6 separate regions of the Mus musculus genome follow, and regions 1, 2, 3, 4 and 6 are each linked to region 5. The links are chromatin contacts, called in public HiChIP or PLAC-seq and promoter capture Hi-C maps. All regions are on one chromosome and are shown on one strand. Each heading gives the region's core, a stretch centred on a gene start, on an enhancer-like site or on the middle of the called end of the contact. The rest is flanking DNA. Distances are from core to core; before and after follow the strand shown. Region 1 holds the start of Itgb1 (integrin beta 1 (fibronectin receptor beta)). Region 2 has its middle 37 kb from the start of Gm32643. Region 3 overlaps Nrp1 (neuropilin 1). Region 4 overlaps Nrp1 (neuropilin 1). Region 5 holds the start of Pard3 (par-3 family cell polarity regulator). Region 6 holds the start of Nrp1 (neuropilin 1).

What was found. Promoter capture Hi-C pulls out the DNA fragments that hold promoters and counts their contacts. HiChIP or PLAC-seq counts read pairs in DNA pulled down with a chosen protein or histone mark.
Region 1: a promoter capture Hi-C map of neural stem cells shows a contact between it and region 5. The contact joins the promoter of Itgb1 here to the promoter of Pard3 in region 5. A contact is called at or near these places in 3 of 39 promoter capture datasets (cranial neural crest, hippocampal neurons and neural stem cells), 6 of 115 datasets of contacts at active chromatin or transcription factors (astrocytes, embryonic forebrain, embryonic hindbrain and 3 more) and 1 of 9 other capture datasets (embryonic stem cells).
Region 2: an H3K4me3 HiChIP or PLAC-seq map of embryonic forebrain shows a contact between it and region 5, with 8 times the contacts expected there. The contact joins the enhancer-like site here to the promoter of Pard3 in region 5. A contact is called at or near these places in 2 of 39 promoter capture datasets (cranial neural crest and pre-B cells), 1 of 15 datasets of contacts at CTCF or cohesin (the NIH/3T3 cell line), 7 of 115 datasets of contacts at active chromatin or transcription factors (the NIH/3T3 cell line, astrocytes, embryonic forebrain and 4 more) and 1 of 9 other capture datasets (embryonic stem cells).
Region 3: a contact with region 5 is called in a promoter capture Hi-C map of liver, with 2.3 times the contacts expected there. The contact joins the enhancer-like site here to the promoter of Pard3 in region 5. A contact is called at or near these places in 5 of 39 promoter capture datasets (cranial neural crest, hippocampal neurons, liver and 2 more) and 7 of 115 datasets of contacts at active chromatin or transcription factors (the NIH/3T3 cell line, astrocytes, embryonic hindbrain and 4 more).
Region 4: a contact with region 5 is called in a promoter capture Hi-C map of cranial neural crest. The contact joins the enhancer-like site here to the promoter of Pard3 in region 5. A contact is called at or near these places in 3 of 39 promoter capture datasets (the 3T3-L1 cell line, cranial neural crest and hippocampal neurons) and 6 of 115 datasets of contacts at active chromatin or transcription factors (astrocytes, differentiating embryonic stem cells, embryonic forebrain and 3 more).
Region 6: a contact with region 5 is called in a promoter capture Hi-C map of embryonic stem cells, with 6 times the contacts expected there. The contact joins the promoter of Nrp1 here to the promoter of Pard3 in region 5. A contact is called at or near these places in 4 of 39 promoter capture datasets (the 3T3-L1 cell line, cranial neural crest, embryonic stem cells and 1 more), 1 of 15 datasets of contacts at CTCF or cohesin (the NIH/3T3 cell line), 4 of 484 Hi-C or Micro-C datasets (the N1E-115 cell line, cerebral cortex and embryonic stem cells), 16 of 115 datasets of contacts at active chromatin or transcription factors (the NIH/3T3 cell line, T-cell acute lymphoblastic leukemia, astrocytes and 11 more) and 1 of 9 other capture datasets (embryonic stem cells).

The regions. Positions count from the first base shown.
Region 1 is chr8:128,683,852-128,688,754 of GRCm38.p6, reverse strand. Itgb1 (integrin beta 1 (fibronectin receptor beta)) reads right to left here and starts at 3,101. Exons shown (of 16, transcript NM_010578.2): 1 at 2,796-3,101.
Region 2 is chr8:128,527,699-128,532,262 of GRCm38.p6, reverse strand. No RefSeq gene overlaps it. Among named protein-coding and RNA genes, the nearest start is that of Gm32643, 37 kb to the right of the region's middle. Within about 2 kb of position 3,217, at least 45 of the 459 cell types and tissues checked have an H3K27ac peak or open chromatin away from gene starts, as enhancers often do. A contact at or near this core is called in embryonic forebrain, where this site is marked.
Region 3 is chr8:128,463,406-128,467,704 of GRCm38.p6, reverse strand. All of the region lies in intron 8 of Nrp1 (neuropilin 1), which reads right to left. It overlaps Gm32643 (a long non-coding RNA gene), which reads left to right. Exons shown (of 7, transcript XR_003947627.1): 4 at 2,441-2,530. Among named protein-coding and RNA genes, the nearest start is that of Gm32643, 27 kb to the left of the region's middle. Within about 2 kb of position 2,069, at least 24 of the 459 cell types and tissues checked have an H3K27ac peak or open chromatin away from gene starts, as enhancers often do. A contact at or near this core is called in liver, where this site is marked.
Region 4 is chr8:128,414,815-128,419,329 of GRCm38.p6, reverse strand. Nrp1 (neuropilin 1) reads right to left here. Exons shown (of 17, transcript NM_008737.2): 3 at 436-617. Among named protein-coding and RNA genes, the nearest start is that of Mir1903, 58 kb to the right of the region's middle. Within about 2 kb of position 2,654, at least 37 of the 459 cell types and tissues checked have an H3K27ac peak or open chromatin away from gene starts, as enhancers often do.
Region 5 is chr8:127,061,462-127,066,105 of GRCm38.p6, reverse strand. Pard3 (par-3 family cell polarity regulator) reads right to left here and starts at 2,050. Exons shown (of 25, transcript NM_001309391.1): 1 at 1,633-2,050. The coding sequence starts at 1,752.
Region 6 is chr8:128,357,766-128,362,395 of GRCm38.p6, reverse strand. It overlaps Nrp1 (neuropilin 1), which reads right to left and starts at 3,323. Exons shown (of 17, transcript NM_008737.2): 1 at 2,764-3,323. The coding sequence starts at 2,836. It overlaps A930035F09Rik (a long non-coding RNA gene), which reads left to right and starts at 4,159. Exons shown (of 3, transcript XR_879381.3): 1 at 4,159-4,630. Mir1903 (microRNA 1903) reads right to left here and starts at 3,155; the gene lies at 3,076-3,155.

The DNA.
Region 1 (4,903 bases), core at 1,852-4,351, 1.6 Mb before region 5:
TATCTACGTCAATTTCTAAGCAGTCAGAATTGTGTGGACTGTCCTTTAACCTCAGTACACTTCTGATTTCTGAGACTGTATACTGCTACTACTTTAGATCTGATCCAGAAGACTCAATTACTATCTTTTCCCCCTTTATCCTCACATTCCTGATTGCCAACTATTTGACATATGATAAACAAAAAAGTCTGAAAACCTATAACCAAAGTCCCAATAAACAGTACTATAATAGAAAACACTAATCAACTCTGAAACTCACTAATTTGCAAACAAATGGTAAAAGCTTATTTTATCATATTCACCCCATAATGAATCTTCAAGTCAGCTGGGCTTATTACACTTCAAAAACTTTTACATTTAAATTCTGAGGAAAAAAAAAACAATCCTCTGAAACTTTTACTAGTGTCAACATGTTTATCTCATCACTCTGGTAACACAGGTAAGAATACTAGTACTCATACACTCACGGAACACTAATAAAATTATTTTCTCCAGACAACAAACTATGATATACACCTCCCTCTCTACATGTAAACCAGGGGGTGGGGCTCTGTTAGAAAAACACCAGAGAGTAAAGGAACTACATTAGGCAGAAAGCATTCTGGACAAACATCCGTCAAGCTAATTAATTTTCCTAGTAATAAAGAGTGAGGAGAGGTGAGCAGTGTTCATGGAGTTAATCAATACAGAACTATATTTTCATTTCATTGATGTTGATTCAGAACAGATTCAAATTAGGCTGACCAGAAAATTAAAGACAACTGATTACTTTTCAACTTTGTTGATTCTGTAATTTTCATGTACAATACTGAAGATTACAAACAACCTGGTGGGAGGGGGTAGGGGAAGACATGCTCTTCCAGAGGACCTGAGTTCTATTGCTAGTGCCCACATACCAGCTGACAGCCACTTGTGGGTACTGTTCCAGGAGATTTGACCCCTCTCTTCTGGCCTCCACTGGAGCGGCATACACACAGGGCAAACTTACAAGCAGGCAAATACGCACCCACATAAAATAAACAAATCAAAGCCTTAAAAAAAGGAAACAACCTCAAACAGTGAGATGGCTCAACACATGAAAATGCTTACCCAAGCTGGGCAACCTGAATTCAATCCCTGAAATCCACATGATAGTGGAAGAAAAGAAGAAACCTCACAAATGTATCCTCTAACCTCCACCTATGCTCGGCATACATTCCCACATGCAAATAATTATAAATTAAAATTAAAGAAACCATCTTAATACTGAACTTCATATCCTCAACAACAGATTCTTCAACTGCAGGCCTGTAAATTCAACAGATAAGCTAGAAACTGCTTTCTACTCACATAAAAACTAGAGTTCTAGTATCTTCTACTCTCCCCAAGTGCCTATATACAACATGCCAGTGTTTCATCCGTTTTCTATTTGTCATTCTATCATTTCTGATCATTAACCATGGTTGAATGAATCAAAATTCCTCATAAACTTGGATATCATATCATATATTAAGATTCTGATGTCAGTCCTTCCCTTCGGGCCTTGATGTCCATCAGTATGCAAGAGGTAACTCTAAACTAAAATTTCTTAGTCCATTCTACAGGTTATCTAGGATATGACCTACTGTAATGGCTGTGTGCGATTTAAAAAAGAAATCTAATCAGAATTCATCTAACATTTATTTCTGTCCTATGCAAGCAACAACCACCATTAAAAAATAAAAACCTTAAGTCATACTATCCTCTTCATACCCAAGTGGAATGGCATATCCAGGAGACTTTCCTAATACTACCAAAACATTCTGAGAAGTTTGTAGATTTTTTTTAACATAGCAAAAGCAATGAAAAGTAATTAATGTATATGAAGCATTGTTGTCTAAGTTGTGGTTTTACATTTCACTACCTACTGTGTCCTTTTCTTTTTTTTCTTTTCTTTTTTTTTCTTTTCTTTTTTTTTTTTTTTTTTTTTTTTTTTGAGGCATTGCCCTGGATTCCTCTTGCCATACATATACATACACACACACACACAAAATGCCTTCTTTATTTTACATTAGTTAGGTTACTTAAAGTTCAAATATAGGCTCTGGAGGTGAGCCCATGAACTCTCCAAATTACTTAAAACTCCTGCACCTCAGTTTCTTCCTTTGTAAAATGAGATAGGCAGTCCCAATACCACCATGGATCAGGATCAGGGTTCTGCAGTGAGGTCAGTACATGCTGGGAGTTTACATGCTGGGAGCTGGGTCTGACCCTCGTGTCACAAGAATTACTATAATTAGTGTAGGAACTCCTTTTCTCTTTTAAAGATGAGGAAACGGAAATAGGATAATTTATTACTAGTTATTACTAGGTTTCAAATTAAAAGTTCAAATTCACTGTGGCATTCGGGATCAGCGCGGTCATTAACCCAGCCTGTCACTAGGAGGCACGAGAAAGGGTAGGCAGCCACACTCCACGAGGCCCCGGGTGGGCACCGCCTCGCGGACCACGGGCGCTGCGGCCTGGTTCCCAGGGTCCCGCGCCGCGCTGGGGAAAGGCGCCCGCTGGGCACCGACGGACCGAACCCCTCTAAGGTCAGCGGCACCCAGATCCCTGTCGTACCCACCCTTGAACCCCGCCACGCCCCGGTGTGACAGACTGGGCTCGCGACCCTCCCTTAGGACAAGGCCGGGCGGGGCGGGGAGCTGCAGCCGAACGAGGCCGAGCGCCGCGGTCCCTAAAACCGGACTCCACCCGGCCCAGGCCGCAGAGACACGCCTGGTTAGCCCGAGTTGCCCGGAGCCCACGCCCGCACGTCCACACGCCCGCGGCCTTACCTTTTCGCAGCGTCCGCCCGACACGCGGGCGGCCCGGGCTCCGCCGCGTTCCGCCTCTCGGAGGGTCTCGGGTCGGTGTCGGCGGACCTCGGCCTTTCGGAGGGTCTCGGGCCGGCGTCGGCGGGCCTCGGCTTCTCGGTTGGTCTCGGGTGGCGTCGGCGGGCCTCGGCCGCTCCGCGGGTCTGGCGGCTCTTCAGCGAGTGGGCGGAGACTCGGCCCGCCTGTCCCTCAGGAAGCCGCCCCGCCCCGCCCCCGCCGCGAAGCTCTTTCTCCCGGGCTGCCCGGCTTTTCTCTCCCTCCGGAAACGCATTCCTCCGCGCCGCGTCAGCCGCGCCTGAAAAGGAGGGGGAGGCGGCAGGAAGAAGGAAGGTGGGGCAGGGTGCAGACAAAGGAGCTCGGTCGTTCGGCCCTTTCTGCCTGGGGTACCGCGCTGAACCACCGAGGGCGCCGGCCGCCCGGCTGGAAAGCCCAGCCGCAGTCTGTGTCCGGTCCCTGGGATCCCGAGCCAGACCTCTCTGTGGGCTGAGGGGACAAGAAGGATCGGGTGTTCTGCAGGCAGCCCTCGGACCCGCCCCGTCACCCTAAGATTGCAGACTCCCGCTCCACCCTTGCTGTGCCACCCTGCGCTCCTTGGCGCCGCATTTGCTCAATTTTCTATCTGGGTGGCCAAGCACAAAAAGGAAAAATGTTATGTTTGCGCACTTGCTTTCTCTTTTCTGGAAAAAGAATTGAAAAGTAGCCAGTCTCAAAATCTAAATGAGAAGCTTGAAACTTGGACTTGCCTCGTCATACTGAAAGCTGTGGGACAGCAGGTGCCATCAGCTTACCCGAAGAGTGTGGGCTGCCAGGAGGAGCAGGGCACCCAGCCGTAAAGACAGCTTTCATTGCCGGGTTTATGAACCCAAGAAATAGTGTTTCTGTTCTGGAAGAGTAAAACTGGGATGCCAAAAAAAAAAAAAAAGATTAATCACTATGGAAAAGTTATATGTTGCCCATGAGCAAATCAAATGTATTGTTTAACTAAAATTTTAATAAATGAGCATCGTTTTTCTAATTAGTAAATGACTGAACTTAAAAGGCTACGTCTGCATCGGCAGCCCAGCGGTAAAGCTCAGTGACGTTCGTTGCCTTTAAAGGTATTGATCTTACCACTTTGAGTTAAACCATTAGCCCAGTCTCTGCACAAGAAACAGCTTTATAAACATACTTTATCAATGCTTGGCCTGAACTGTGTGAGCTTTCATTCGTGTGACTTGAGGAGGGAACAATCTACCACAAGATCGACACACACACACACACACACACACACACACACACAAAATAGTGTTTGTGCTGCTCTCCCAGGACTCAACCTAAGCTGTCAGAGGAATACCAATTTACATGTACAAGTCATAAACTTTGAAGAAAATAGAAATTAATAAGTTCCATAATTGCTCAGAAATGTAGCTATACTTGAATTCATAAAAATGTTAAGAGATGGGCAGTTACTTAGCTATGTAAAATGCATGAACATTGTTCTAATTACTTGTCTCACTACTGGGGCACAATAACTGACAAAGCAACTTAATGAAAGAATTTATTTTAGCTCACAGTTACACGGTACAGTCCATCTCAACAAGAAAGTTGTAGTGGCAGAAGCATGAGGTCCAATTACACCCACAGCCATTTACCCTGTGCCTGGAGGATTGAAGTTCTACCTTGGCAGAAAATATAAGCTGCCTCTTGCTTTTTCAAAATGTAAGCCTTTCTCCACTGTAGCATTTACTGTGCTGTTGGTTATTCTCCCCAGCAATAGCTATTGCAGCTATTTAGTAACAACCCAAGGGTAGAAATAGAATTCTTTCCGTGAAAAAGAGTGAAGTATAGGAAACAATCAAGTAGGGGGCTGGAGAGAGGGCTCAGCAGTTAAGAGCACTGACTGCTCTTCTGAAGGTCCTAAGTTCAAATCCCAGCAACCACATGGTGGTTCACAACCATCCGTAATGAGATCCGATGCCCTCTTCTGGTGTCTGAAAATAGCTACAGTGTACTTACATATAATAATAAATAAATCTTAAAAAAAGAAACAGTCAAGTGGGCCATCAAAAGCCCCTGTCCTACATTTTTTT
Region 2 (4,564 bases), core at 1,968-4,467, 1.5 Mb before region 5:
TGTTCCTGGGAAGCAACTATTTAGCTCTACAACAAACAAACAAACAACAAACAAATGAGTTGTATGTTCTGTATTTGTAATTAAACAGAGGTCATTGTGTGACCAGAGTATGAGCAATGAGGGTGCCAGCCAGTCTGGAAACTGCTATGGTTGAGGGCAGTTTCTGGATAAAAGTCATGCTTCCAAGGCTAAAATGGACTGCACCCTTGAACTTTGGTTCAAACTTAATAACTCTTTCTTCCCTAAGTTGTGTTTGTCAGGTGACTGACCACAACAGCAAGAAGAGTAACCAGGACAGTCTTGCATCCTGATGCACATTTGTCAGCCGTTCAGGATGACATATTGCTCTTAGGCACTGGTAAATTCGGGAAACCCTGGTCTGGAAAGGAGCACTGACCAATACTCTACTTACCTCTACTGGTCTGTCACTGGAGTCCATGCTAATTGGGGATACATCTGGTCTCTCCAACTCCTTATAAAATGGCTATGCCTTGGATATGGTCTGCTCTGCCGCAAAGGATTGTAATATATAGGCTCTAGCTTCACTGTTTGAGGTTACAGGAGTTACAGGGTTAGAGCCAAGCCCTGGCAGCCCTTCCAAGCCAGGTTCACCCACTAGTCTTCAGTAAAACAATTAATAACAAAAATCACCAATGAAAAGCAAGAAAATGAGGTTTTTTCAATGAGGTCTCATCAGGAAGAAAATGGAGGTCCAGTGGTCCCCTAAGCCTTCTGTTCAGGTCCCGACATGAGGTTTAGATTTAAATTTAAGGCAAGAGGTATGTATAGCTAAGCATCCTGATATGTATAGTTCTGTCCATCACTGACCCATCCTTGTCTCAGTTCCAGTCTCTTCTGTGAGGTTATCCGACAAGTCGTCCCAATTATGTGAAATCTCTTCCTGGAGACAAGTTCTTGTCTGTCTGGCACCAGGTTTCAGTCTTATCCCTTTTCCAGCATGAGGTTCCTGAGGAAATTCCAATTTTAGGGAGTCCATTGTTTCAGCAACCTGGCAGCAGAGGGGAGGTAGCATGAGGTAGCATGGTGTCTCTTTATGATAGCTTCATTGGTGCCAGGGCTTTATGTAGAGAGACCAGATCTGACAACTGATGCTAGTGTCCTTTATTCTCCTTTGTCCTTGGCTAATGTTGTCCTGTCACTGAGGTGCTAAGGAAAAGTGACAAGCAAGGGTGAATTTTGAACCTTCACTTGCCTAGGAGAAGAACATGTAAATGTTCTCTCTTCTGTGTAGACAGGTGCCCTTCCACTGTGGGTGACGAGGATAGAGCAGAAACCCATAGCTGGTGTTGCTCAGACATCTGGGAAACGATAGAACAGAACCCTGGGAAGATTTGGGTTGAATAAGAAAAGTCACTTGTATTGGTCAGAGTCATCTTAGGTAACATGGGAAGTTAGATGCTTACCACATTGGCTTCACATTGGCTTCACTGTGTTACCATCCCTAAAAATGGTTTGATGTGGGTATTCTTGAGTGATGGGTAATGTGCCACAGCTTAGTCATCTTGAGTCTTGTCTACTTTTATTTTGTTATCTCCACAGGGACTGAGGCAGGAAAGTGTGTGGAAAAAGGAGTTATAGACTTTTATCTTAGGTTGAAACAGTCACGTAGCATTTACATTCACATAAATGTTCTGATTTGTTGTTGATGATCAGAAAATGACCTCAAGGGACTGGGATGCAGCTCAGTTGGTAGATGCTGGCTTACACAAAGACCTGGGTTCTATCCCCAGAGCCTTATAAAGCTGAGTGTGGTGGTATGTATCTGCAATCCCAGAGTTTAAGTGTTGGAGGCAAGAGAATAAGTTTAAGGTCATACTGGACTGTATACTGAGTTAGAGGTCACTCTAAGATACATGAGACTGTCTCAAAAAGAAAAACACATTACCCCAAATGCAGGCCTATAATAATAATCAACATTGTTTTATCAGGAAATTTTTATTTAAGGAAGGCTCACTAGGAACAGGGTATCTCTCATGCCATTCTTTAGCCTGGAGGCTGTTTTTATTTGGATGATGTGTCTCCCTTATTAGATTCTAGTGTCTGCTAATGCACACCTAGTGGCTGTAGCAGCAACATCCATACCTGGATTGACTGTATGTTCCAGGATGCATCCCAGTATCACCTGTTATTCCAGAGAAATGTCTCCAGAAGACTAGAATAGAAACTATGCTCTCTTTTATGATTGATGTGGTATGTCCTATGGACCTACCTAGATTAACAGGGAGAGGAACCATCCCTCATTATCTGGTTCTAATACAATCGGTATCATTGTTAGGAACTAGACACAGGGAAGCCACCTTGATGCACAATAAACTGGAAAATACAGCCCAAGTAAGGCAGTCACCACACGGTGACACTGGTGGTAAGAAATCCCATGACCTCTGCTCCATGTGATAAGGACTATTTATGTCTAATAAATGAGTAGTACATGGTAATTCTCACAGGCCAAATGGAGGCATCTTCATAGACATTTTGTGGGCTATTAGCAGCCATGCTCTGAAAGTGAATGAGGAGACCAGGTGGCATGGTAACCTCACACTCCTGCTTTGTCTCATTCCAACTGTAGGAGTGCAGCAAGGTAGATGTTCATCCTGGGTGCTACCTTCCCTGACTAACCCATCAGCACTTCCTACAGGCCCCTCAGACTCAGCCTTTTGATTTCATAGGAAGACCCTGAGGAGACAAAAAAGTAAGTGTCCAAGTACTCATTGATTCATTTACTGACCAAACCAAGCAAACCTCCCGTATTCAGGAATTGTACTGAGGTCTGGAGAGACATCAGGGAGCAAGAAGCCAACGGAGAGGGCAGCTGTGCAGCTAGCAATCAGTTTTACCTGCAGTCCACTAGCACACTGCTGTGTGTAGACAAGCTGGGTACGTGACAAGAAGTCACTCCTTGTCACAAGTGACTCCCAGAGTATATAGTGGCTGTGTCCATTAACCTAATTAAACTGCCTAACTGGTTAATCACATGCTTCCTGTGACATGCCAATCAAGGGTGAGGGCGAAGTGATAGGGTTCTTCTTGCAGTACGCTCTTGTGGGGGGAGGGTTGTGGGGATGCGTTGTTCTCACAGCCTAGAGTGGCATGTGTGGCTTGGAATCAGAAGGCAGCTGAAGGGATTATGTGTGCGCTCTTGCTGCTAATTTGCATTTAATTGTGATCGGCATTCATTTAGGGTCCTGGCAGCTGAGCTGCACTGTGTGTCAGCCAGACACTCCAGCAGATCATGAAGTTACCCCAGGAGTGTTTCAGAGGGACACTCACTGCATTTGTAACAAGTGGCATTTTGCCATACAAGAAGCTTCTTTCTTCAGAAAAGAGACAAAAAGTGAAAGAGACGTCAGGATCAGGGGTGGAGAAAATCACTGGGTGCCTATGGAGAAGTGTCTTCCCACCCATCCTTGAAAAACAAAATTCTAGACCCCCTTTTATGCTCTTTTCAGCTGTAGCAGTGGCACTAAAGCATGTTTTTCTAAATTGGCAGGGAATGAGTGGTATTTGAACAAAGAACACATCAAATGTGGGACAACTTCATAGGCAGCGCTTAACAGAGAGAACAAAGAACACAGAAGCCCAGACCCTGCTGGCTGGCTGGCAGGGGAGAAGCTTTCATTGGTCATCTGGGGAGATTAATCTCTCTCTCTCTCTCTCTCTCTCTCTCTCTCTCTCTCTCTCTCTCTCTCTTTCTCTCTCTCTTTCTCTCTCTCTCAGAAGTTGGAAGCCACTGTATATAATGTGTCTCATTTGTGTACATGAGATGTAGTCACAGAATTAAAAGATGTAAGAAGTAACTTTGGGAGACAGCTCGGTTAATGGAGTGCCTGGTGTGTTAGCATGAGAACATGAGATCTCATGGGTCCTTAGCACACATGTAAAAAAACAGATCTGGTGTGGTTTGTTTGTACTCCTAGTACTGGGGTAGTTGGAGATAGGTGGGTCTCTGGGGAAAAAAATGACTTCATAAATTGGTAAGCTCTAGGTTCAGTGCAGACCCTGTCTCAAAATTAGGGTATAAAAAGAGAGGAATATAGCCCACTTTAATTTCTAGCTTCCATATACATGTCTACATACACTTGTAAATACACACACACACAAATATACACATACACACACACATACATACACACATACACACACACACACACACACACACACACACACACACACACACACATACACTCATATCTCTACTCCCTCCATACACAAGAGACTTGAAAAGTGTTCAGAACCAGGGTTTCTGCACAAAACGGTACTATTCCTTTGGGAATCCTCACCATGGGTAGCTTGAGGCGTAAATTGATAAATCATTATTCAAAAAGTGCTTGTAATTCCTCTAAATAGAATGAAGGTTGTGAGTAGGGGTGAATGTATATATGTATGTGTGTATGGTATATGTAGTATGTGTGTATAGAGACAGGTGGGTATGAATGTGTATGTGTGGGTATGTGTGTGTGTATGCTTTAGTTATAAACTAATTTATAGCTCAATCTATAGAATAAAGTAAATATGCAAGGTGAATCTAACACAGATGTATGTGTGC
Region 3 (4,299 bases), core at 820-3,319, 1.4 Mb before region 5:
TATGTTCAATTTATACTAACTGATTGCAAGCACCAGGGGTTGGTGCATGGTAGGCAAGCTGCTACTAACTGAGCTATATTATCAGCTCCCATCATTGCTTCCTCTCCGCTCCCTTTTATTGAGACAGTGTCTCTGGCTGGTTTGGAATGTACAGAGGTTCACCTGTATCTGTCTTTTAAGTTATGAGATTAAAACCAGCCTTCACATGTATGGAGGCCCCAGACAACCTCTGCTGTTATTCCACAAGTGCCACTTGAACTCTGAGATTAAAACTTACCCCTGTGCTAGTTCTCTATTATTTCAAGAAAAAATTCTACCTAGGTTTAAAAATCACATTTTGGGTGCTGGGGAGTTAGCTCAGTTGTATCTTCAGAATCCATTTAAAAACACCAGGCACGGTAACTGACATTTGTAAACCAGCACTGGGGAGGCAGAAACAAGCAGTTCCTTGAGCTCATTGGCACCCAGCCTAGATGAACTGGTGAGCTCCCAATCCCAATGAGAGACTGTCTCAAAATAAATAAACAATATGTGGGCTGCACTTGTGGAATGACAATCGAGGTTGTCCCAGGGTCTTCACACATCTGCCTGTGCACCTCCAACATGTGTGCCTCCCATGAATTCAAACACCCGTATCTCATTTTGGATTCACATCAGCTATCTAATACATTCCAGTTAACTAATTCTCCCTCACATCCTGTAGAAAGATTTCCTATCATTGCCTTTGGCCAAGATGTTCAGCTTCCTCTCTCCTGATTTCAGAGGCACAGCCTATGTAAATGTCAAGATGCAGTTCAAGAGTCATGGAAACTTCTGCCTACTTGGGATGATTCCCCTCCTGGGAATGTGATGGCCCAGGCAGAAGTAGCTCCCAGCTGGGACAGAGATGTGCTGTGGGTGGGATTATGAGTCTGTAATCACAGATAGACTATAAACTCCCCAAGAGCAATGGAGTACATAATGGACCTCTTCACATTTTCTGTAGCAACGGGAGAGTATCCATCATTGATTGATTGATTGATTGGTTGGTTGGTTGCTTAATAAATAACCAACACCAGTTATCTTCTTTGCAACACCATACTATTCAATTAGGGACATATAGGAGTGACAATCTAATTTTCTTTGAAACAATTCCATTCTACATAATGTGATAAATAGCAATATAGAAAGCATAACCACCCTAAGTGATTTAAGTCCAGCCCCGTTGACCTGAAGCATGGGTCAGTCAGCACCTCTCTTCATGAGCTATACAGTTCTGATGCTATGTCTTCCACACTCAGGACTTTCAAGCAAGGCTTTGAACACTGCACATCCCAGCTCCTTGCTTGCACAGTCACTGATACTAGAGAGATGAAGCACTTCCTCCCTGGGTGGGGCTAGGGCTTTTTTTTTTTTTTTACATTCTTTCTATCCTCTAGGCCCACCTATCATCTTGCTCTTTCCACCATTTAATTTGTGGAAAACACTGACTCATCTTTAAATATTATTTTGCTTAGTCAATATTTCTGTCTGTAATTAGACACATTTTTTTTCTGATATGCCTTATGATACTTGATCTGTATTTTCTCTTGTATTGGCAATCGTATCCACTCTTTTAGATAACTGCCTTTTGCTAGTTCAAGTTTTATGTTCTCTCTCTTTCCCTTTCTCCCTCACTACTTCCCTTTCTTTCTTCTTTCCTTCCTGCCTTTTTCACACCCCCCCCCCCTTTTTTTTGACAAGATCTCTTGTTCCGGTCTGGCCCTCAGTTCACCTTGGAGAATGACCTTGAATTCCTGAGCCTTCTACCTCCACCTCCTATGTATTGGGGTTTCAAGTGTGCACTGCCATGTGGTTTCTGCATGGCAGAACCAACTGCCATGTGGTTTCTGCAGTGTTGGGTGCAGAACTCAGGGATTCCTGTATGTTGGGCAAGCATACTCACAACCAAGCCATTTGCCAAGTTGGATCCTAATTTTTTGAGGGTATGAAACAAGTCATATTTTTCTGTTTTCTGAGACTTGCTGAGCTTGTTTTTGCACACTGTCAACCTCAAAAAATATTTGCTGAATGAATCAATGTATTACAACAGTCAAAAGCAGCTGTCGTTTCTCAGGACGCCTTCCTGTAACCCAGCCTGACTATTTGCTCTGGGTGGGAATCTGGAAACCAAGAATAAACTCAATGGAAATTATTTTTAAAGATTTAAACAAAGCCATTTGCTGAAGGACTATGAAACTCTTATCTTAAAAACAGAAGTCCCATTTCTTGGCTACAGTGATCACACCTGCCTGACTTCCAACCGGCTTCTTTACAATGGTGATGCTTGGCTGGCAAAGGGAGTCAGATGTTACCATCTGAGAAACACACAGCTAATTTGGATCCTACAAGCAGAGCAGAGACTGTGCTAGATGGATGTTCTTTCTCTTACACAGAGATTCTGAACTGTTTCTTTCCCCAGACATGGTGAAAGCCGGTCCATTCTCAGTCAGAAGTCAGTGTGTTGAGCCAGCCTCCAACATTTCTCTGCGAATGCCTCTTCTGAAAAACAGTATGTTGAACCTTGACTTGCCCTTGACTGGAAGCCACAAGACTCATACTGTGCATTTGTGGGCATGTGTCTGAGAGACAAAGGACATCATCTTGTACTTTCTATGATGTTTTTTGAGACACAGCTTCTCACTGGCCTGGGGAGTCACTAGTTAGGTTAGACTGGCTGGTCAGCAAGTCCCAGAGAGCCTCCTGTCTCCACCATCCTAGCTCTGGGTTACAAGTGTATGCTACTATGCATGCCTTTTTATGTGAGCTCTGGGGTTTGAACTCAGGTCCCATGCTTGTAAGATGAGTTCTTTACTGATTGAGCTATTTCCTCAACTTAGCCCATAATTCACTTTTAACAATGATGAGGGAAAAATTACATTAACAATTAATTCAAGGTTTGAATGAGATGCTAGTTTACAGCAGGGTTTCCTTAGCAGACAGGCTTGACCCACTTTTGCCCATGTTGTTAAATTTAACAAGCAAATAAACAACAGAACAAGAAATGGGATATCCAACTAGATTGGAATGTCAGAGACACAATGACTAATTCTTAGTGTATCCAAAATACTGCAATGGGAAATACATAAACTAACAATTATCATTTTTAAGTCACACCAAGCTTAACTGGGGATTCTGTATTTTGTTTGGCAACACTATTTCTTTTTTTGAAACTTTAAAATCAATTTTGGATGAAAGAGACAAGTGGATGATGTTACGGGGAGGGGTTTGGTGTGGCTATTATGAGTGGTATGAATTTACCGTAAGATCTCTGTGCTTGACCTTAAAATAACAAACTGAGCACAGCTAGTTAATCAGTTTCCAGAGTGAGAAAGTGATCGCTAGCTATGGCAGTAGTTCCCAGTGGGCATCACCTGGCCTCCTCTGAGGGCTTGGGGAGTTTCCTAAGGATGTTGTGGTGTCTGGAAAGGTCGCCCTCATCTTTGATTGACAGGAGCATGCATGACTATGGGGGAAGAGAACACCACTGAGCAGAGCATAGGCTGAGGTCTCACAACCCTGTAGAAGTCCTCCAGTGTGGTCTTCCCAGTTCCCTAACCCCTTTGCCAAATGATGCAGCTGCTTTAGAGAAACAAGGGAAACATTCCTTCCCCCAATCACCTGTAAAGCAGGATATTTTGCCTGAGTGTGTATCTTTCTGTGAAACACCCCATCATATTCTCTGGACCACCAAGATGGCTTTATTTCAAAAGAATTCCTGAACGTGAAACTTAGATTCAAACCTGAAACTCTAGAGATTTTGGAAGCCAAGTAAGTGATGAATTATATCCTAAGTTTTTAAAAATTTGCTAGTTTCTTTAAATGGGTAGATTGAGTTAGGACTTGTCTCTTCATAAAGAGTGGTTGAGAGTTCAAGGTATGAGAAGCAGAACTCCTTCATTCAGAAATAACCACTGAACACTATGGTGCCACAGGCCTATCGAATAGAGAAAGCTTGGTGACCAGGCTCTGCTCTCCTGCCTTGTCTAGTCCAATAGGACACTGATAATCTACTCTTTTATCGGCCTGTATACACACACATACATGCACACACGCACACAGGCTCTACCTGGGGCTTATCATAAATTCTGTTTAGTGACTAATGTCCTTGCCTTATTGTTTGGGGGCATTTAGTGAGCACTTTACCAGCCAAATATGTTATAAATATTCTTCCATTTAATCCTCATCACAGCTCATCAATATATCTTACAGACCAGAAACTACATCTGAAATGCAAAGGGTCTTGCCTGCAGTTAGGCACTCACTGAGTGGACAGTCCTG
Region 4 (4,515 bases), core at 1,405-3,904, 1.4 Mb before region 5:
ACCAGCTTGGGTTAGAGAGCTTGGAAGGGGATGGAGGGAGATAGAGAGGCAGAGGGAGAAGAAGAGGGAGGAGAGGGAATAAACCCCAGCAGTATTTTAGCCTATTTCTAAAAAATAAAAAAAAAAATAAGAATCAATGGCTTTCAGAGAATTCAATGTAATGCATTCTCTCTTTAATCAACACATTTCAGGGTGGTATCTTTTAAAAAATATTATTTTTGAGTAGCTTTGATCCATTTCAAACACACTTCTGCCACACCATGGATATATTTACCTCATTCAAAACATTTTCCAACATTTCTATAAGGGAAAAAACAAATTCTTTATGGAAGGATGGAGCCATGACCTTCATCTTTCTTTTCACATGATCCCTTGGGAATTCAAACAACACTAAAAAATCATTTAGTCATTCTTGTTCTTATGTGAGTTACTTACCTCTCTTGAAGATTTCATAGCGGATGGAAAACCCTGCCCCATGTGTCTCATAGTCAGAGACAAATTTGATGAAGAGAAAGGGCCCTGAAGACACCACAGGAGAAGGTGCAATCTTCCCACAGAACTTCCCCCACAGGCGGCCGCCTTCATTCTCCCCATCGATTACTTCCACGTAGTCATACCTTGCAAAAGAGAAAAGGAGGTGATGTGAGGCAGAGAGGAAGGCCCTTTCAATTTCACATTTTGAGAAATGTAACAGCTGGTATGATCTGTCAGGGGGCGGGGTGGGGGAATGCACCATCTGCATTTACCACTGCTCAGTTCACGGGGACGAAACAGTGAAATGCAATAATTAAAATGGACTGCACTGCCTGTGCACATTATCAACAACACAGAACCATTGAGAATAATGGTGTCCATTATACTTGCAGACAATGTCAGTTAAAGTAACCAATTAACAAGAAAAAGCAAAATCTCTGAAGCACAATTCTCTATTATTAAGTAGTGTTGCTTTGTCTGTGGTAGGGGTGTCCTGTGCATAATGTGGGACATTCTTTTCAAACCGAGAGCTTCTCTTATGAATTCAGAATGTCCCCTTGGCTAGAGTGCCCCATGAACAATACTTTGATTTCTGTGAGAGACCTTCTAAACATATGGCCACAGAATAATAAACAGATTCTTCACTATTTAACGCCATTCTGCCCAACTCAAGTCTTCTGAGAAAGGACTCTCTCTTTAGCCACATTCAGTGGTTGAGACAGAATACCTCCCTGGCCTACACGAGTGTCACAAAGCATGATTTAAACTGAAAAGGGGGGGAGGGTATGTAAAACTGGAAAGTAACTTTGTTTATACTCACTAGTCAGAATCTTTAAAGGGATATTGTTGGAAAAAGAAACTCCACAATTGTGAAGTCATCAAGGAAAACCCAGGCTTGATCATTATGCTGACAGGACTAATGGTAAAAAGATCAGACTGGGTCAATATGTGCTCAGAGCTCAAGGATCTTAAAAAGGCAGAAAACGACCAGCAGGAAACACAGGTGTCCCTGAGTAGAGCAAAATTTCCATTGGTTTTATTTTTTAGTCCTTTTTTTTTGTCTTCCTTTCTTCCATTTATTAAAATGTGTGTGTGTGTGTGTGTGTGTGTGTGTGTGTGTGTGTGTGTGTGTGTGTGTGTGTTTGGGTCAGAGGTCAACACTGGATATCTTTCTTTCAGAGCAATCCACTTTATTTTTTGAAACAGGCTCTCCTACTGAACCTGGAGTTCACTGATTAGGCTGGACCAGCTGGGTAGTGACTGAGCTCCAAGGCCCCCATCTTCACCTCCCAGTGCATGTGGTTACAGCTGCATATTGCCACACCTGGCTTTGTATGTGGTTGCTGGGGGTTTAAACTCTGATCTTCATGTTTGTGCATTGAGCACTGTGCCCAATGAGCCATCTTCCTAGCCCTTCCATTCTTACTAAGCCACCACCAGGATAAACCTGATTGATTTGTCTTCATTTTTCTCCTAGAACTCACACAAAAACAGTTGCAACCCATTTATTTCAAACCTCAACTTGCTTTTAAAATCCTGGGCTATATTCATTTCAGGCCCCTGGCTAAAATATGGCAGTCACATAAACTGTATTTGGCAATTTAAAAGAAATCAAGTGAAGGAAATTTTCATGATGACTGTGCAGTCGCTAACAAACCCTTTAAACTGCCAGGACCCATGACTTATGTCTACGGAAAACCCTGGGAGACAATCACCAGGATGATATCACTGGTTAGAGTGGACAGCTCAAGGCTCTCTAAATTAAAGATGACATTACCTCATCAGTTAAAACTGTCTGCCAGCTTTGTGTATCTCAAGGAGAAAATAAAGCTGGCATTGATGGAGCTAAGCATTAACATATGTGAATTATTGTCCAAACACCATTTCCTTTGTTGAGTCTGTTATTTCAGTAGTAATCATGGGGCCAGCTAACACCTCTAATATTACTGTCCCTTTGTGAAATGAGGAAATACATTGAGGACCTACTCCTTTCTCCATCCTGGCAGAGATGTTTTATATTTAAAAGACAAAACAGGAGGGGGAGGTAAGAGAGAGGGAGGATGAGGAGAAAAATATATTTAAAACCCTAGCCAACTTGCAGAGGTAACAGCAGCCTTGGAAGAACAAGCCTGGACCCACCACAGCCTCTCCAACCAATCTTTATGGAGTGATTCCTTTCATGTACTGCTCCACTGACAAGAAGAGCCTGCAGGCTCTGCCCTGTGCTTTCTTATAATCTAACTGTGATTTGAACTGCTTGCTGTGTTTGGTCTGGCCACTGAACACCCAGCTTTGCAATATAAGCTTTCACTCCAATCTTGACACGGTATGAATACTAAGCAACTAAATCCTGGTGCATGCTGCCTTCCAGGCACAAATAAGTGAGGTGGAGCAGGCACTGTGAAGAAGGAAGGGCATTTCTGTGGGGAGGGCTTTCTCCCAGGTATCAGAGTGCTCAGCTAACTATTGGCAGGGTATTGCAAGAGGGGAGAAAGTTAGTATTTTAATTCATACATTCTCTGGTAGTAAATACCAGGCCCTCCCCTTGGCAACCGTAAAAGCTATTTTTAAAAGTATGAGGGGTGTGAATTAGAATCCCTCCCTAGCAAGAGATAAGCCATAGCCAGTGCCAAGTTTAGGAAATTGAGTTATTCAGGGATACTATAGTCACATTTGGATGCTAGAAGGCTGCTAGCATTTTAGCACTCCCTTCCAAGTACTACCCAATCAGGTCCAAGCAATATAAGAAATGAGGTTCTTGCACACATGCACTCATTCAGGAGAGTGGATCCTGCCCAAGTTGTAAGAGTAACATCACCAAAGAAGCGAAAAGGAGGCAGCTTGAATCTCCCTCTGGAATTGACACCAGCCCTGCTCCCCACCGTTTTCCCTGTCAGACACCATGCACAGAATGAAGCTGGTGGGCTAGTTTCCTTCCCCAGAATACCAAGGCAACTTACCCAGGCTTCACTGGCCTTGTGCCCAGGATCTCAAGTTTGCAAATTTTGACACTCCCTCCCACTACCACCCCTCCCCACCCCCCAAAAGGCTGTGCATTGCTCTGCTGCTACTGCCAGTGAGGCAACCACCCTTACTTGATTGGATTGTGAGGATCCTGAGCTGAGACACATGGCCCTGCAGAATGAGAGAGGGGAGACAGAGAGAGGGGAGAAAGACAGACAGACAGACAGAGACGACAGACAGACAGACAGACCTGTTTGGCTCCAGCAGCTAGGTGGAGCCTTGAAAACTTACAAGAGGAATCTAAATCATGAAGCCACAGATAAAGCTCCCCCAAATCAACTTATCCTGCTCTGGAAAATGGATGTTCCAGATGACTAGGGAAGGGGTCATCCTTCCACCTGGGGATTCAGGAAGCAGGGCCCTTCTGTCCCTGTTCACAGTGTCGTGTCTAAGTGATGTGGCCCCTTGCTTATGGAAAAAAAAATGTAAACTTTGTCTTGAGATTCTGAATCACTAGCCTTGAATTCACTGTTTGCTCTTAATCTTCCCATGTTTTAAATGTTAGATTTACACGTGTGAGACACCATGTCCAGCCTAGGGAGTGTAAGTTTACAGTGGATTTTTTTAAAAAAATATTATTCATAAGGCAATCAACCCTTTTGGGTGGACATTCTCCCTCTATTGGAATCCTCTACCTTCAAAGTCTTCCCTGTGTGACTAAAGTGGCTGACCAGATATGTATTTCCTTGAAAAGCAACACAAAGATCCATGTAGTCTTCTGCAATTAAAAGAGATAGTCCCTGTCTTAGTCAGGGTTTCTATTCCTGCACAAAACATCATGACTAAGAAGCAAGTTGGGAAGGAAAGGGTTTATTCAGCTTACACTTTCCACACTGCTGTTGATCACCAAAGGAAGTCAGGACTTGAACTCAAGCAGGTCAGGAAGCAGGAGCTGATGCAGAGGCCATGGAGGGATGTTACTTACTGGCCTGCTTCCCCTGGTTTGCTCAGCTTGCTTTCTTATAGAATCCAGGACCACCAGTCCAGGGGTGGCACCACCCACAATGGGCTGAGCCC
Region 5 (4,644 bases), core at 801-3,300:
GACTTGAAATAGTAAATGTTTCATTCCTATGGAAAAATTAATAATTCAGCCAGTCAAACAGTTACCTGTGTATTTCCCAACAGGCAACTTGACCATTGCCCAGGGTGTGCAAGATGAAAGAAACATGGCTAGCTTTACAAACAAAATCGGCAAAGCAAGAGGTCAACATGGTCATGCTCTCTGCTCTGGAAGTAGGCACACTTCTATATTCTACATATGTTACTGCCATTTTTCTTTTCTTTCACAACTAATGATGTTTGTCTGCAGAGTACAAAGACAACCTGGTTTTCCCTTACAATAGTAAATCACCAACTGTCAGTCAGAAATGATGCTTAAAACACTTAAGTGTGAAGTTACAGAGGATTTCCCCTCTTGTCAGCTTTACAAGATAAACAGGTGCCCAATTTCCACTAATGTTGTTTGATTTTTCAATGAGTTCGACCAACTGGAAGAACACTTACAGCTGTTGAACTCAGCATCTCCTATCCCTGTACCAGATTGCCAACCATCCCCCAAAGTCTCCTTAAAGGGGCAATCTTGTGTTATATTTTCCAACACAGACTAAAAACAAAACAAAACAAAACAACGGTGTAACCATTTTGCCCTTTCTTAATTTCAGCGAAAAATGGAGGGTGACCCACGAGCATTCAGCGACATATGCAGACAAAGCCACCTTCTCCTCTCGCTTGTTCTGAAGTCACAGAAGGCAGGCCACTGAACAGACAACAGACGGGGAAATACCAAAGGGAACACATTCCACTCTCATACAAAGGAAATATCCTCAGGTGCTAGAACGAAACTTCAGCGTGGGCTGTTGTCAAACACAGAGGGTAAAACAACCTACAAAACGCCCTTCCACTTCTGACCTATTATGGAGGAATGCGGTTTAATGGAGACAATGTTCTCCATGAGGAAAACAGAGAAATAGAGGCTACTTCGACCCCAGGCCCAGTGAAGCCCGGGCTCCTCACTGGAGCACATCCAGCTAGGTAGGGGTAGAGAGCCAGAGGGAGTTCTGACTCCAGGAGCGAGTCTAGGCTTAGGTGTTTTAAGGAGCCGAGCACCGGAGCCACTCCATCGCCCCCACCTTAGCCCATGAGCCTGGCCGACCCAAACACGGCTGCACGCGCGACTCGGAGATCCCGCAAGAACACAGAAGGTCCACGGCCCGGCTGCGGCTCCCGCGTGTACCAGATCGCTCAACTCTTCCCACACTCCCCAAAGTTCCGTGGGCAACCCTCCGGGACAGGCCTGCTCCGGGAGAGGCCTGGAGCTGGATTGCCAGGGCCCGCGGACGGTCGGGCAAAGGCGCCCCGCCAGGCAACGCCGCGCCTCCCGCGTGCCGCACTCTGCCTCGCCCCGTGCGGGCTCTGGGCACCCGGCCGTCCACTCCTAAGCCCGGAGGACCCAGACAGTGTCCAGGGACCGTGAGGGTGGCGATCGCGGCCCAGCCGGAGCGCGCCGAGAACTTTACGGCCGCGGGTCCGGGCCGGGGGCGCCGGCGAGGCCGTCGGCTGCGGCACTTTCCCTTTCCCCGCCTCCCGGTCTCCCTCCTCCGTCTCCAGGAAGCGCCATATTGATCCCCGCGCCTTTCCCCCGTCCGCTCCCCGCCGCGCGCCCCAGGCCACTCACCTTGGCCACGGCCTTCCGGTAGCGGGTCACCGCCTGCTGGATGAGGCTGAAAACTTTCATGCGGCCATCTCCGCACGGCACGACCACCCGGGTCCTCCCGAAGCACACGGTCACTTTCATGCCGCCGTCCCTCGCTGTCCGTGGCCGGAGCGGCGCTGGGCCGGGAGACTGTACGCAGGGCGCGGTGGGGCCGCTGCGCCGGCGCGCCGGCGGCTAGAGGCGCGAGCAGGCGGCCGCACAGAGCTGCCCGGCTACCATGTCCAGCCCGGCCGCCTTCGCCTGGCCTTGCCTGTCCCCGCCCGGGCGCCTGCAGCCTCCGGCCACCTGTTCGGCGTCTCGGCGTCTTGGCGCGCTCGGCGGCGGCCCGGGGCCGTGTGGCGCTCGCGCTCAGTCGGGACTCCGAGGAGGGGACGGCGAGGCAGGGAGGAGGAGCAGCGACGGGCTGGGCGCACAGCACCGCGCGCAGGCGGCAGGAGGAGGCGCAGGGCGGGGCGCCCCGAGGCCTCCGCCGCTGCCCGGCCGCTCGGTTCACCGCACGGCGAAGCGCGTCGCAGCCCGCGGCGCTGTGCTCGGGCCAGCGCGGGGCAGGGCGCGTCCTCCTCCAGCCCACTTGCCGTAGGCTGCAGTGGGAGGCCCACTCCGGGACGCCCCACCCACGCCCCCAGAGGGCTCCAGCGAGGTCCTCTTCCTTTCTTTGTGACTTTTAATCCCCTTCCTGGGAGAAAGCAGTTTAAGCTCGGAGACGCCTTTAGAGCCCGAGAGCCACCGAGTCGCGCTGGCGAAGATAGGAAGCTCCAGGTCAGGCAAAGCAGGGTTTCTATCCTAAGTGCCTGGCTCCGGTGCAAGGCCGGGCGGCGCTGTTCTGTAGCAGAGATTAATTGGCTGCTCCCGAGAGAGGTTGAAGACGCGTGGACGCCCTGGTACTTCCTCTTGAGGCCACTATTTACCTTAAAGTTTCTTGGTGACCCACTTGTTTAAATAAGCAGGACTTAACACCGCAGTTCAAATACATCTGTTTCTTGAAAATTCCTCAATCTAAGCAACCTAAAACCCTCTGAAAAAAAACACAGTACGAACGCTCGGAGGGAAGGCTGTTCTAGATAGGCTATTCCCTCGCTGCTAAGGCTGCCTCAAAACTCAGGCACTGACACACCCCCAACTCCACAGGGAGTGGGTGATAAGCAAACTCTAAGGTGTTTAATAACAAAGTGGACCAAGTCTAGAGAAGTGACTGAAGCTGCTTTCTGACTTACTTAGAAAATGTGATCCTTAAATAAATGTTGTCTTCAAAGAATGGCAAACTTCAAGAGAGTCGCTGTTGACCTGAGTTTGTCCCACACAATACAGTAAGTTCAGTTTGACAGTTAATTTGCATGATATTTTAAGCCTATTAAAACTCCTGTGGTCCCCAGAATTTGAGCATCTACAGCTGGTGCTGAGGGCTCTCCATCCATCCCTCCTTTCTTTTAAAAATAATAAGCAAAACAAAGAAATCCCTTGGCTTTTTAGACTCCTGCACAGTCTCCTTGGCCATGCGGCTCTAGGTCAGAGGAAACATCACATTTTCTCCCTTCTGACTGCTCTCAGTCCATCCGATGATCACTGGTCCCAGCAAATGTATCGTCCTTTCAGGGGTCCGTCAAGAATTCACCCTCCCAAAGTCCACAAGAGAACTCTTGCGTGCACATAGCCATGGGAAAGACTCTTATTATCTCTACATGGCTATATCTATCATTCAACTTGTCTACCAGTGCCTGTGCTGGTCGCACTATGTCGGTGAGTCCTGCTGAGGTTTTCTTGTTTGGGATCTTAGCAATACTTGTGTCCATGGGCCACCAAGATGGCTCAGCCTGCCAGGTGCCGACCACCAAGACTACCTGAATTCTAACCCCAGATCCTACATGGTGAGAAAAGAGAACAGCCCCCAACAATTTTCCACTGACCTTCACACACACACATACACACAGAGAGAAAGAGAGAGAGAGAGAGCCATTAAATAAAATATAAATAAAAACAACACTTGCACCCACAATAATTATGGGTAATTAAAGGTAGTGTTTCTGTTTTTGACACATGGGAGGAGTATAAAGTTGCTAGTGGACTTTGTCCAAAAAAACAAAAAGGCACTGATTTAGGTTAAGTTCTAGGTTTGAACAATAGTACTTTCAACTATGATGTTAACTCTCTCCCCAGCCTTGTCTTTGCCAGCTGAGGAAAGAAATTGGTGAGATGCATCTCATAAATTGTAAGGATCAAACAAAATTGTATATGAAAAATCTTAATGCTATATTATATATGCTATGTTATATGACATGTATGACATATTATATATATATGTATATATATATGTGTGTGTATATATAATATGTGTATATATATATATACACTAGTATGTGAGAGCCTGTAACATAGCAGAGTCTAGTGGCCATGGTATATAGTATGCTAACAAAGCCTGGGCAGGACATCAAATGATTGGAGAGCAGTAAGCAAAGATATCTCAAAGAAGCTGAAGATATAACTAGACAAGGACTGGAATATACTAAGTAGAATGCTTGTCTAATATGTTCAAACCCCTGAGTTTGATCTCTAGCACTCCATAAAAACTTCACATCTGTAACCCCAACACATAGCAAGTAATTTGCAGAAACATGGCAAGTTAAAGAACAGCCTGGACTACATAAGACCATGTACTGTTGTTAATAATAATAATAATAAAGATTAAGACTTTATCTGGCTAGCTGAATAGAAATATGATCATTAATCTTGTGCATCATAGTTGAAGATGCCCCAAGCTTTGATAAGCAACTAAAAAGATGTCAATCAAATGTCTTCTCTCTTAGAAGCATACCACCTCCCTCCCTAGTACAGCCATACACCATCAACTTGAGGTCCTGAAACATGGTAACATCTTAAGGTGGAATCATATACTAGCTTTCCCATAGCTCACCTGTATAGTTCTGTGACATCCTCATAGCTTTGCTGGTAAGCAGCCTCAGTACCTACAGATGGAAC
Region 6 (4,630 bases), core at 2,074-4,573, 1.3 Mb before region 5:
GAAAAACAAACCACCACCACTACAAAACCTCAAATGCTGGAGTGACTCTCTAATAGCTAAATAAACCAGACTCTGGGCTGGTTTACAATTCAGCATAGATCGCTACTGTCACTCTCTATTATGGGTTTCGCACAGGAGAGCCACAGCCTGCAAATGCCACCCCATTTATTGATGCTTAATTTTAGGCAATAAAAATTTGGTGCATAAACTATGTAGGAAGTACAGGTATGAAATATTGAAATGTATAAGCCTATCAATCACAAACATCCAGTAATGGTATATATAGATTTTAATATTACATCTAATAGATTCCCTGTGGAAAGAGAATGGCATTCTTTGCTCTCAGCATGAATTTATAAATCTAAGGAATTTTATTACAGGAAAACCAGGTCAAATGGAAATGAAAGATGAAGTGCACATCAAAAATGCATAAAGCTACATGCATTACAGAAGTCATTTCCCATAAATTAAAAAGAAGACAATATAAATTATGTTGTTTTCTCCAATTGCTAGATGTTTCTGGCTGTTTCTTAGATTGGAGTGGGTTGGTCCTACAGATTCGCTTCCCATTGGTTTTTAAAAGCTTTAGGTCTTCAAGAAGAACTAATGTTGCAACCAACGCTCAGAATCTCAGCTAATGACGTTAGCCAGCTCAGTGGTGTGATTCTGCAGAGGCTCTGGCATTATTTTGTTTTGTGCAGAAATCTTGGAGAGTGACCCCCTCAGCCCCACCCCCCAGCTCATTAAGTCACTCCAGCTCTGTGTAGCCACCATGGCATCTGTTAGGAGAGAGAAATAAAACAGTCGACAGATAGTCACTTCAGAAGACAGTGAGGTGGGGTTGGTACCATACCAGAGCACTTTAATCTGTGACTTCTGAGAAAGTGACAGTGTAATAAGATAATGTGGACTGCTGGACTCCCACACTCTGTTCAGTCTCTCTAACACTTGATTAGGAGAGAGCGATTCCTAATGACTGTGGACCATTAGTCCTAAATAAGGTTAATGAATTAATTTAGTAGACACTTACTGGGAGGAGGTGGATATGGTTTTAAGAGGACTAGAGAGTTACTGAGTCATGTGCCAGCCCTGGCCACCTCAAGCATAGCAATAAGGTTTCAGTTGAGTGGAGTCCAGATTCTCAGCATCCCCCACATTTCTGCTAAGAAAATTAAAAAGTGTGTGTGTGTGTGTGTGTGTGTGTGTGTGTGTTGTTCAGTACCACACAAGTCTTAATGCTCTTCACATTGGTTATTATGACCATCTTTTGGGTACCCCAACATGGCTCTAACCCAGTGTTGTTCTCTATCTGTGGGTTTCAACCCCTTTGGCAAGCCTCTTTCTCCAAAAATATTTACATTACGATTTATAACAGTAGCAAAACTACAGCTATGAAGTAGCAACAAAAATAATTTTATGGTTGGGGGTCACCACAGCATGAACTGTACTAAAAGGGTTGCAGCATTAGGAAAGTTGAGGGCCTCCACTCCATCCTTACGCATTATGAAGGATAACCGTTTGAGTTCTAAACATTTGAGTTCTTTCTGTTAGAGGAAAAAGATATTTCATTCCCTGCCAGAGTATAGAAGCACTCCACCAACTCAGGTTCATTAACAAATTGAACTCCACATTCATGATTTTTTGAGTGTTTGGCTTCCCTTCCAGAGTATATAGGAAGATGCCGCCAACTCGAATTCATTAATAAATTGAATTCCAGCCGTGTTCACAAAAATTTTGCATATCTTTTGAGAACACTGCTTGGTACCTGTTGGGGGAGATCTATAGTTGAAATCACAAAACCTGGGGAAAGCACATTAAGGAGATTAACTTCTATCATAAAGGAGTGATTTAAATTCTTCCTGGTAGAGCCCTCCGCTCAGCTCTTATTAAAACAATATACTACAATAAGTGGTAGATGCACTTTTCTCCTAATTACTTTGATTGAAATCTGAGCCAGACAAAGTAAACATTTAGCTATTAGTTAATAATAATGATGAAGATCTACTGTTCCGATCAGCCCTTGCCTAGCCTTCAGCACCTTTCCAGGGGACGTGGAACACATTTGTACCAGATCCCATTTTAAACACACTCTTTATGTTCCAAGGCACTGTTTATACCCAGGACTGCCTTTCATTTACTTAACAGTGAGTGGTTTTAAAAGCCAACTGGAAGCTGCAACAGGGTTACGAATTCTCAGACACGCTGGTACCTCACACTGAATAGATCCAAAGCCTTTATTGACAGTGCGACTTTCATTCATACTTCAGACTGATCACAGACGGTTTACAAAGGCAGCGGAGAGTTCCAGCGCCAAGACTGACCGCTATCTCTCTGTGTCGCCCACCAGAGGAAACCGAGCAGGGGTGTTTTGAGGAGAACCAGGAAGTCCTCCCGGTGAAGTGTTCATTAACTCTCAGCAGCCATCAGATTTTTGAAAGGGAGTCTCATTTAATTGCCTCTGGGAGGAAACATTATTAAGATAATTGGTGTGCTGATCTGGGAAGGTAGGCAGCTCTGTCTCGAAACAGAGGCAGGAGAAGCCAGCAACCAACTGGAGCAGGGGGCCGAGGGTTTGTGGTCCTCCTGCCCCAGACGCCCTGACTTCTCCGTTCCTTGCGCAGGCAAGTTTCCTGCGCCCGGCAGCCGTGCGCGCGTCCCGTGGCTGGGGCTGGAAGTCCCGTGGCTGGGGCTGGAACCCCTTCGCCCGAGGGGACTCGGCAGCCCCGGGCACTCTGGTTGCTCCCGTCTCCGGCTGTCACTTACCGCTGCGGAAAGCGCCCGCCAGGGCGAGGGCAAGGGCGAGCGTGGCGCACAGCAACGGCAGCCCCCTCTCCATCCTCCTTCGCCAAGCCAGTCCCCAGGCAGCCGCAGGAGAACACGATTGCGCGGACGAAAAACCAGCAAACGATAATCTTAACAATCCGAAACGCTCTTAAGTCCGCCTAAGAACCAGAAAATCCTCAGCGGGTCTTGGCGGGGAAGGCTAGCGGCGAGGCAATGCCTGAATTCGCGAGAAGCGCTTTTCTTTTTGTGTCTCAAGTCGCCTGCATCCTGTCATTTAGCTCCGATTTCCTCTCCCTTTTCCCACACTTGTTCCTCTTCCAGGAGCCACTGCCCGGGCCATGTCTCAGGAAGAAGAAGAAGGAGGAAAAAAAAGAGGGGAGGAGTTGCGAGGAGGAGGGGAGAGGGCGGGCGACACACCAAAGCCAATTTCTAGAGGGAAAGAAAAAAAAAATCCCGCTTGATTCTGGACGGGTTGGAGCCGAGGAGCTGGCGCCCAGAGGAGGTCCGGGTTGTCTGCGGGAAGGAGAGAGAGCAATGAAAAGATGAGCGGGAGAGCAAGGACTTTCTCCACTGGCACCCGCCTCTCTCTCCGACCTCCCCCTCCCTCCCAGAGCCCTTCCCTCCCTTCCTCCCGCCCCCTCCCCGCACAGCTCTGCCAGTGATTGCCTGGCTGGAGATTCAGAGACACAAGTTTCTCTCCGCGTGCTTTCCCGGTTGGTCCTCTGGGCTCCCCCCTCCACCCCACCTCCGGGTACCCTGCTGTGCTCTCCGCGGGAAGAAGGTCACTAGGGAGCAGGTTGTCTGCGCCCAGAGCGCAAGGTCACGTATGTGTGTCAGAAGGGGCAGTACAAGTGGTACCAGCCCCAGTGGCAGGCTAGTCTACCTTGACGAGATCTCTGCACCCCAGAACTGAACTAGGCTGCTCGTGTAGGCGAGGATCCTGGAGTCAAGGAGTTCCGAGAGACCGGGGTTAGCTGCTACTTCACGGAACTCCTAATCCCTAGGTACCGGCGCCCCCGGAGGCGTGGATCGCGCTGTCAGTCCCCGCTTTCACTTCCTGGGTGTCAGCCTGAGGTTTGGGGCAGGAAGCAGTCGGGCGCTCCAGGACGCTCCGAGTAGGACTTAGACTAAAAGAAGAACGCCTTGGTTGTTCTGCGAGACACGCTGTTGATCTTAGAGAACTGTGACCCAGTCTGCCACGTAAAGCATAGGCAGACTTTCTTAGAGCACGGACCCTGGCTGCAGCGGAACAAGGTCTCCTCGCCGTGCATAAAGGCGAGGATGGGTACCTGATACCCCCATCCCCACCCCTGACGCTTCAGGCTGCATTGTTCCCCGAGATTTGGTCCCCTCTTCTTTGGGGTTACATGAGCTCGGAGGATGGATGGTGGCGCGCCTTTCAGCTAGGGGGCAGCCGCCAACAGTCGCAGACCAGCCACGTAGAACTCCAAGAATCTGAATCAGGGGTCGAGGGACCCATTTCTGTGCACACCGAGGGAAGGATAAGACTGGCAACGACCCCTTGTGAGGGTGACAGGATGATCTTTGCAAGGGTCTCCTAGTGCCAGGTTTAGATTACAGGCAATTGTGTCTACTGATCCTCCAGCCTCATACGCCACCCACTTACGAGGTGCGTCCCTGGTGTCTGCCCAGTGCCTCCCCTCCCCCATGTAGTCCGGTTCCATCCTCGAGGGCTTTCCGAGAACTGCAGCAGGTGGCTTTGGTTTATGAATAGCAAGGACACCCAGGGACATAAACTGGTTGAGGCTTCTGATCAAGTACATATACCGGGCTCAATGACCTCCGAAGGAGCTGGTGGGTAAGGTGAAAAGGTCATACGCCTTCT